Regions from separate parts of the Mus musculus genome. Here region 2 is linked to region 1. A link is a contact called in public promoter capture Hi-C data. All regions are on one chromosome and are shown on one strand. The core of a region is the stretch at or near the end of the contact, and the rest is flanking DNA. Distances in the headings are between cores, read along the strand shown.

What was found. Capture Hi-C pulls out chosen DNA fragments and counts their contacts.
Region 2: a promoter capture Hi-C map of adipose tissue shows a contact between it and region 1. The contact joins the promoter of Adgrb2 here to the promoter of Zbtb8a in region 1. A contact is called at or near these places in 2 of 39 promoter capture datasets (liver and pre-B cells) and 1 of 9 other capture datasets (adipose tissue).

What each region holds. Positions count from the first base shown.
Region 1 is chr4:129,376,507-129,380,138 of GRCm38.p6, forward strand. Zbtb8a (zinc finger and BTB domain containing 8a) reads right to left here and starts at 1,522. Exons shown (of 5, transcript NM_028603.4): 1 at 1,234-1,522.
Region 2 is chr4:129,982,508-129,986,347 of GRCm38.p6, forward strand. It overlaps Adgrb2 (adhesion G protein-coupled receptor B2), which reads left to right and starts at 2,363. Exons shown (of 30, transcript NM_001290715.2): 1 at 2,363-2,800.

The sequences.
Region 1 (3,632 bases), core at 272-2,771:
CAAGAGAATCAGAGGTCCAAGATTTAGGGCTAGCCTGGGGTACATGAAACAGTGCCTTCAAAAAAAAGATATATAAAATAGCTTTTTAAAAGAGGAGTTTTAAAACTTATATTAACGTCTTTGAATATTAAAAAGTATATAATTGTGCCAAAAATTTGCCTAGTGCATCCCAGCCCTCCCGAGGTGGAGGTAAGATCAAATTTTCAAGTCTAGCCTGAGTCCGCTTTAAAACAAAGAATAAATAGGTAAATAAAAGTGCGATTTAAGTGATAAAATCAGCGAAGGTTTTGGTACTTTGGAGACTGTTCCGGGACGCTGCAAGAACAGGGCGCCTTGGGGGGCTGCCACGTCTCAGCTCCCTGCCTAGGGATGAGACTCCCTAACCATTAGCGTTTTATTTTTCCCCCTTTCCCCTTTGCTAGGTAGAATAAACAGCCGGAACCCGTAGCCGTCTCATAAGAAATTAAGTGCAATATTTCGTCAAAGTGAAACCACTCCATTTACTAAAGTTCTGCAAATAGAAAGACTTCTAGGTGTTGGCGGCGTGTGTGGTTGGGTGCCCGCTAGGTGTGAATCCTATTCCAAACACGTCTCGCAAAGACGTGGATTACGAATAACCGCACGGTCAAGGGCGAGTAAGCGCGCCAGAGCGCGAAGGGACTAAAGCCGACAGTGTCTCCAGGTGGGAGATGCCAGGGACATTCTGCCGCGGGGCCAGCTGGGGCTCCATATTTCTGCCCTCGGTTCTAAGCCCAGAACTGTCGCGTCGTGATGGAAAACCAGAGAGTGGAGGGCGGAGTGAGACCGCCGGGCTGCAGCGCCCCGCGCCCCGCGCCCGACGTCTGCAGACACGCCCGGCCCCGTGGCGCCGCCTCGCCGCCGCGGCCGTCAGGAGGCTCGGGCGCCTTCCCGCCTTTCCCCGGGCCGGGCCAAGGCTGGCGGCGGGGCGGGCGCGGGCGGCGACGGTGCAGCCATTGTCCCGCAGCCGCGCCCGGGGCCGCCGCCGCCGCCCGCGTCTCCTTTGTGGCCGTCGCCGACCCTCGGAGCCGCCGCTCTGCGCCCCCGGCTGCAAATGGCGCCGGGTGCCCCCTGCGTCGCCCGGCGCACCGGCTGGGGTTGCAGTCCCGGGGCGCACCCCGGCGGCTCCGCCGCCCTCCGCCAGGCTCTGGGCCCGGCCCGCAGCCCCGACGCCCGGGCCGCCCTCCTCCCGCCCGCGCCCGTGCAGCCACTTACCGCGGGGCTCTAGCCGCTCGCTCGCTCGCTCGCTCGCGCGCGCGCGCGCTGCGGAGCGATTCCCGGTTCCGGGTAGGGGAAGCAGCCCCTTTCCGAAGCCGAGGCTTTGCGCCCTAAAACAAGTAGCCCCAACGTGGGAGAAACAAAAGGTATTTGCTGACGTGGGCGTTGGACAGAAACGCCCGAGGGCTGAGGACACAATTAAAGGGGCAACGCACAGATTTCAGGCACCAACCAGCAGCTTCGCCCACTCCCCCTGTCCGTGCCCACGCCCGACTGCACCCTCCGCAGGCACTAGGGCGCCCAGGTTCCCCAGCAGTTGATTGGGGATCATTCTTTTAGTCGGGAGCTTAAATTTTAAAATTGTACTTTACGTTGGGAAAGGCGCCTCCGGAGGGCAGAAGGGCTGGATTTCTAATATGTGGAGATATTGGTTCAAGGAGAGAGGGAGGGACTTAGGCGTGCCCACAAATACTGTATACATGTGACATTATTGTACTTAAGTTTAGCGACGTAAAATGGGAGAGAGTTCCACAAAATCGCCCTTTGACGAAGCACTTAATTTCAGTTATAGCCTTTTAGAAACCTCTGTAGGTCCCCATCAAGCCCTTTGAAGAGGCAAGCCCGGAGGGGCTGAGATTAAGAGGCCGTGATTCTTTATATAAAACTAGTACAAAACAGTGTTTCGTGTTTTCAAATATAAAAATTGGTCGTAAAATCAAGTTTCTCTTCTGACGTGACCCTAATATTTATGGCACACAAATATCAGGTGATACATTTCCTAAAATAGTAAACCGCTGAATTTTCATACTGCTTAAATTCCACAAACTAAATTAGTTTTCTACTTCTTCACGCTGATTGTCAAGTAATGCGGAATGGGGGAGAAGATTCAAAGTCTCAAAGCATGCGTTTAATATTTTGAGGCGTTCCTCTCCCAAGCCTCAGTCAAGCCCATCAGGGTCCTATTTCTCCGATCTCCTCACTAAGTAACTATGTATTCGAACATCATTCTCTCTGAGAATACAATACAGTCATTTCTGAATGAAAAAAAAAAAAAAAGGAGAAATAAAAAGGAAAGGGACATGCCTGGTCCTAGGTATAGTGGAGGAGAAAGTTTATTATAGATATGTGGGAGAGCACAGCCAGAGGCAGGAACATCTGGGAGAGTACAGAGTGAACTGAGCTGTGCCCTGTGATGTGGGGTGGGGGAGGGAGGAGAGAGAGCAGCAGAACCAAGTACAGCAGGAGACCCAAATTACAAAGAGGGTAGGGAGCCAAAATGGTTGGATTATATAGGGAAGAATAGCTCAGCCCCCTGGACTGGAGGATTCAAGCTAGGGGGCCGGATATGCCAGCCTAGAGGACCCTGTAACAGGTATTGGACTGAGGGATGCTGGGAGAACCTGGTGGCCAGGTCAGCTTTGACATGTTAACTAGGCACCCCAGCTATTTGTCCCAGGTTTGACACCTAACAGTTTCTTAATGTCACACCTGTTTACCCCAGGGGTGCTCTGTGATTAAGATTCGTTTCCTGGACTTTTGAGGTAATGGGAGATAATGGAAGGAAAGGTAGACCAGTGCTTATTTGAAAATCACTAGGACAGGGCTGGTGAGATGGCTCAGCGGTTAAGAGCACTGACTGCTCTTCCAAAGGTCCCGAGTTCGAATCCCAGCAACCACATGGTGGCTCACAACCATCCATAATGAGATCTGACGCCCTCTTCTAGTGTGTCTGAAGACAACTACAGTGTACTTACATATAATAAATAAATCTTTTTTTAAAAAAAGAAAGAAAATCATTAGGACACCAGGTGTTGTGGCACATGCATGTAATGCCAGAACTCAGGAGGCTCTGAGTTCGAGACCACCCTGGTCTACATAGTTCCAGGACAGGCAGAGCTACATAGGAGACCCTGTCTGGGGGACACACACACACACAGAGAGCAGGCAGGTCTCTCTGTGCTGTTCTCTTTCAGCCAGGATTAAGCTCAAAACAACTAAGCCAACCAGGAGGATCCCTTTCCCGGTGGAGGCCCGGTGTGCAGGAGCCTTTTGCCTACACAGTTGTCTAAAGGGAAGTTGGAAACAATTCTTTAGCAGCTATTCTTGTCTGCTCCCAACCTAGGCCCCGGACAGGTGTGCAGGATGCCTTTGGGAAGCCCCTGGGCACAGTGGCCAGGGTTTACTTTGGCCAGGTCACCCTGTCCCTCTACGCCAAGCTTTCAGATAAGGGCCATGTGACTGAGGCTCTACAGGGAGCCAAGTTCAAGTTCCTGGCCACCAGAAGATCCATATCTCAAGGAAGTGGAGCTTCCCCAAATGTAATGCTGATGAATTTGAAGACGTGGTAGCTGAGAAGTGCCTTATCCCTGTTGGCTGTAGGGTCAAATGTATCCTCA
Region 2 (3,840 bases), core at 1,113-3,612, 610 kb after region 1:
TTCAACCAGCTGGATTTGAATATGGAAACAATTTGTAATTACTCCAAGTCCTCCTGGGCGGGCAAGCAAGCAGGCAGGCAGGCAGGCGGGTGGCATTATCACCAGAGTGAGTCTGGAAGGGCAGGGGCTCCTGGGAAAGCAGGTGGGGGAAGCCCTCATATGGGGGGGGGCTTCCCAACATCTGTCCTAGTCCAGACAGCTGTACAACCCCTGACAACTCCTGCTGCCTCTACCCAGTTTACCTAGCTTCTCCTTCCAAGGCTGCCCGGTGAGTCCCTCAACACCCACCATTTCCATAGGGCGGGAAGTCAAGAAGTCAGGACTAAGAGAAACAGATAAATAACTTCCCTGTCTCCCGGAGGCGGCCCCTCCCGTCACCCCTTACCCAGCTGGATCTCTGAGAGCCAAGGAAGAGGGTGGCTTTAGAGATCCAGCTGCATCACATCTGTAAGAGACCTGCCTGCCTTTCTCTTGGTGCTAGGTCTCTAGCATGCAAATGATCATGAATATTCATAAAGAGGGAGGCAGGCTCCCTATAGGGAGAGGAAGGGGCTAGAGCTCTGGAGAGCAAATGTTGCAGGGACTTCCAGAGATTGGTCTTTGCATCCTTGTGAGAGCAGTCCATGTCCTAATCACGTTTCCCACTTTTGTCTACCTCCTCAAAGCTCCCAACTCCGCAACTCTGTTGCTTCTCACAGTAGGCAAGAAAAGAAGGAGCCCAGGATTTCCCACTGCGTCTGGTGGCTGTCATTGCCTTGCAGATGGCAAAGCCTGCCTGGCTCAACTCTCACACTGGTAGTTGAGCCTTCTAACTATGCCAGGGTATGTTTGAAGATGCTTATCAAGAATCCAGGAGCTCTGCCTGCCAGTGCGAGGCCCAAGGCATTGGCCTTCTCAGGGCTCCCACAGGAAAAGGGGAGGTGTAAGCCCAGACCGCCTCCCTGTTTCACACAGCTTCATAAATTCCCTTAAGGTGACAGGTGAGCTTCCTTCATCGTCCCTTATTACCTCCTTCCATTAAAGTCGATAATCTCTCCCAATCACTCACAACAAATGTCACCAGGACAGCTTTAGGGGGGAGGGACAGAGGGAAGAGACAGGAGAAGTTCTCTGCCTCTTTTTGGTAACTCCTCTGGGAAGAGGTGGGCTTTTCTCATCTTGCCACAGCCTGTAGGCGACAAAAGTCGAGTTATGGTGGGGGCGGGGGAGGGGAAGTTAGCAATGAATGGGCCGTGGACCACCTTGTCCTTACAGGACTGGTCCCTCCACGTGTGTGAACCTTCCCAAGTATGTCCCAAAGTCATTCCACCCTCGTTGCAAAGCTGCCCCCTGCTGGCTTCTCTGCCCAGAGTCATCGGATTAACCTACTTGTTTTGGCTGCTGTGGTGTGTCCCCAGTCGGCCCACCTTCCTGATGGCAACATGCCCAGGCCACAAACAGCCTGACCAGAGCCCTGAGCCATGGACATCTCTCCGGGTACCGCCTGAGCCGTGTGGGCTTAGGCTCCACCCAACTGTTCCTCGGCACAGTGCCAGGATGGGGTGGGTCTGTGCATCTCTGTGGCTTCTACACAAACAGATGCAACATGGGGGCGCCCCTGGCACAGAGAAAGGCACTTGTGGGAGAAGAGACTTGGGAAAACATGTAACATACTGCACACGTGTAGCATCCCCGTGCCTAGGGACATACAATATCACAGCGATGAACACCAGAATATGCAGTAAACATGCCACGCTGCGGGGGTATGTGTGTTGCTTCTATACCCATAGCATGCTACACACATGTGGCACCTGTGAGCTTCTACATATAATTCTTAAGGCACATGGAAAAAGCAGCATGCATTCAGGACCTGAGCGCATGTCAATGCATATGTGCAGCATTTGCATGCACCCAGCCAGGCAATATTGCAGTGCACACGCAGGGCACCTGTATGCATATATAAAGTTCAGTGCACCGAGTGTCACCTGCATGCACAGGGACACGCAATGCAATATGCACTGCATAATGGGGAGGGGGGAGAAAACGCTTTAGCCTCCACAGCTCGGGAGACCCTGGCTGCGCTAGACGCCACTAGTCTGGGGTTTCGCTGGAGGGGTATCACCGGGAGGCTCACTCTGCAGTCCAGGCGGTCACAGGCAGGGTGGGGGCTTACCCTGGGCTTCTCCCGCGCCGGCGCCTGGGGCCCAGGGTGGGGAGGGGGAGGGCGCGCTTGGCTCGGCTGGCGCTGCTCCCCCTTTAACAGGAGGCGGCGCGCGTCGCCCCCGCCCCCCCGCCCCTTCTCCCGCGGCTCCTCGCGCCCGGCCCGGCGCGCGCCCCCTCCCGGGCCCGGCCCGCGCAGGCGCCGCGTCCCGCCTCGGCCGTCACTCGGCCCGGCGCGCGCTGCGGGCAGCGGCCGGAGCGGCCGGAGGAATCCGGTTCGGTGGCAGCGGCGGCGCTGGGAGGCAGAGAGGAGGATGCGGCACCGGCGATCAGAGGCTGGGGCTGCGGCCGCCACCCGCGAATAGGAGGCGGCGCGCGGCGCGGGCGGTGCTCGGGGCGGGGAGCGGGGGGCGGCGCGGCGAGGAGGCGGCGGCGGCGGCAGGAGCCCGCGCCCGGCCCGGCGCCCGCCCGCCCGCCCCGTGCAGCTCCGCGGTGCTTGCTCTGCACCCGCCGCTCGGCGGAGCGGGAGCCTCGGGCCTCGGCGCGGCTGCGGCGAGCTGCCCTGCGCCCAGCCCGGCCCCCGCCTTAGGGATGGCAAACTTGCGCCCCGCGGCCGCCTCCACTAGCGCCGGCCCCCGCTCCTGCTGCTGACGGCGCCCAGGTGAGTGCTCGGCCCCAGACCCCGGCCGGCCCCGCACTGAACCCTCGCGCGCAGTCCCGAGTGCCCGCACTCAGGGTGCTCCGTGAGCCGGTCTTGCTTAATTCTCCTCCGGCCAGAACAGAGTCTGTCCAGCGCTCACCCAACCCCCGTCTTAAGAGGGACTCCCGAGGCCCGGGCCGAAGCCCCCTTAGTCTCCCGCGAACCCCTTTGCTACCCCCTCCCCCAGCCTGGACCGACCCCTTGCCGTCTGTGTCAAAGTCCCCCACCTTTAGAATCTTGACCCAGACTGCCACACCGCTGTCGCGAGTCTTGCCCTGTCTCGGCCAAGATCCCAGCAGTGCGCCCCCGGTCTTGATTTGAACCCCCTCTCCAACCTGCAGCTCGACTGTCCTCCCCCCTCCCCCATCTCCCCTCCTAGTCTGGCCGCGGGACTCTGGACCTCTCCTCCACTCTGCCCGGAGTCGTTTCGGTCCCCAACTGTGTCTGCTAGTGCCCTCCCCCGCGCCTGCACGGCGACCATGCTTCCCCTCTATTTCTGCCCCGAGTGCCCCTTCCCCCATATCTGCCCAGAGTCCCGCCTTCCCTTTCCAATCTCTGATGCAAGTCCCCTCCCCCTCAGCCTGGAATTGGGGCCGTGTCCCCCTTGCTCCTCCAAGCCCCTTTCCCCAGGCCGTGATCTCCATCGAACCCGCATCCGACTCCCGCGTTCGTCTTTGGCCGGACACCCGCCTCCCTCCCCCCGCATCCTTATCCTCCCACCACCGGTCTCAGAGCCAGGCACCAGACGCACTCTCCTGCACCCCCGGGGGCTGGCATGATTTGGGGGACTGGAGGCTGTGAAGTTGGCGGCCACTCCTGCAGTCGGCTCGGTCCGAGAGCACAGCAGCGGGAAATCCTCCGCGCCACGGCTAGTGCAGAACGGGCGACCAGTCTGTTGCCCGCGGGGGGAGGGGCGCCCGGACCGAGAGATGCCGCCCGCCTGCCCGCCTTGCCAGCTGCCTGCCCGGCCCCTGGGCGTCCTCTGGCGCCCCCTGCCCGCA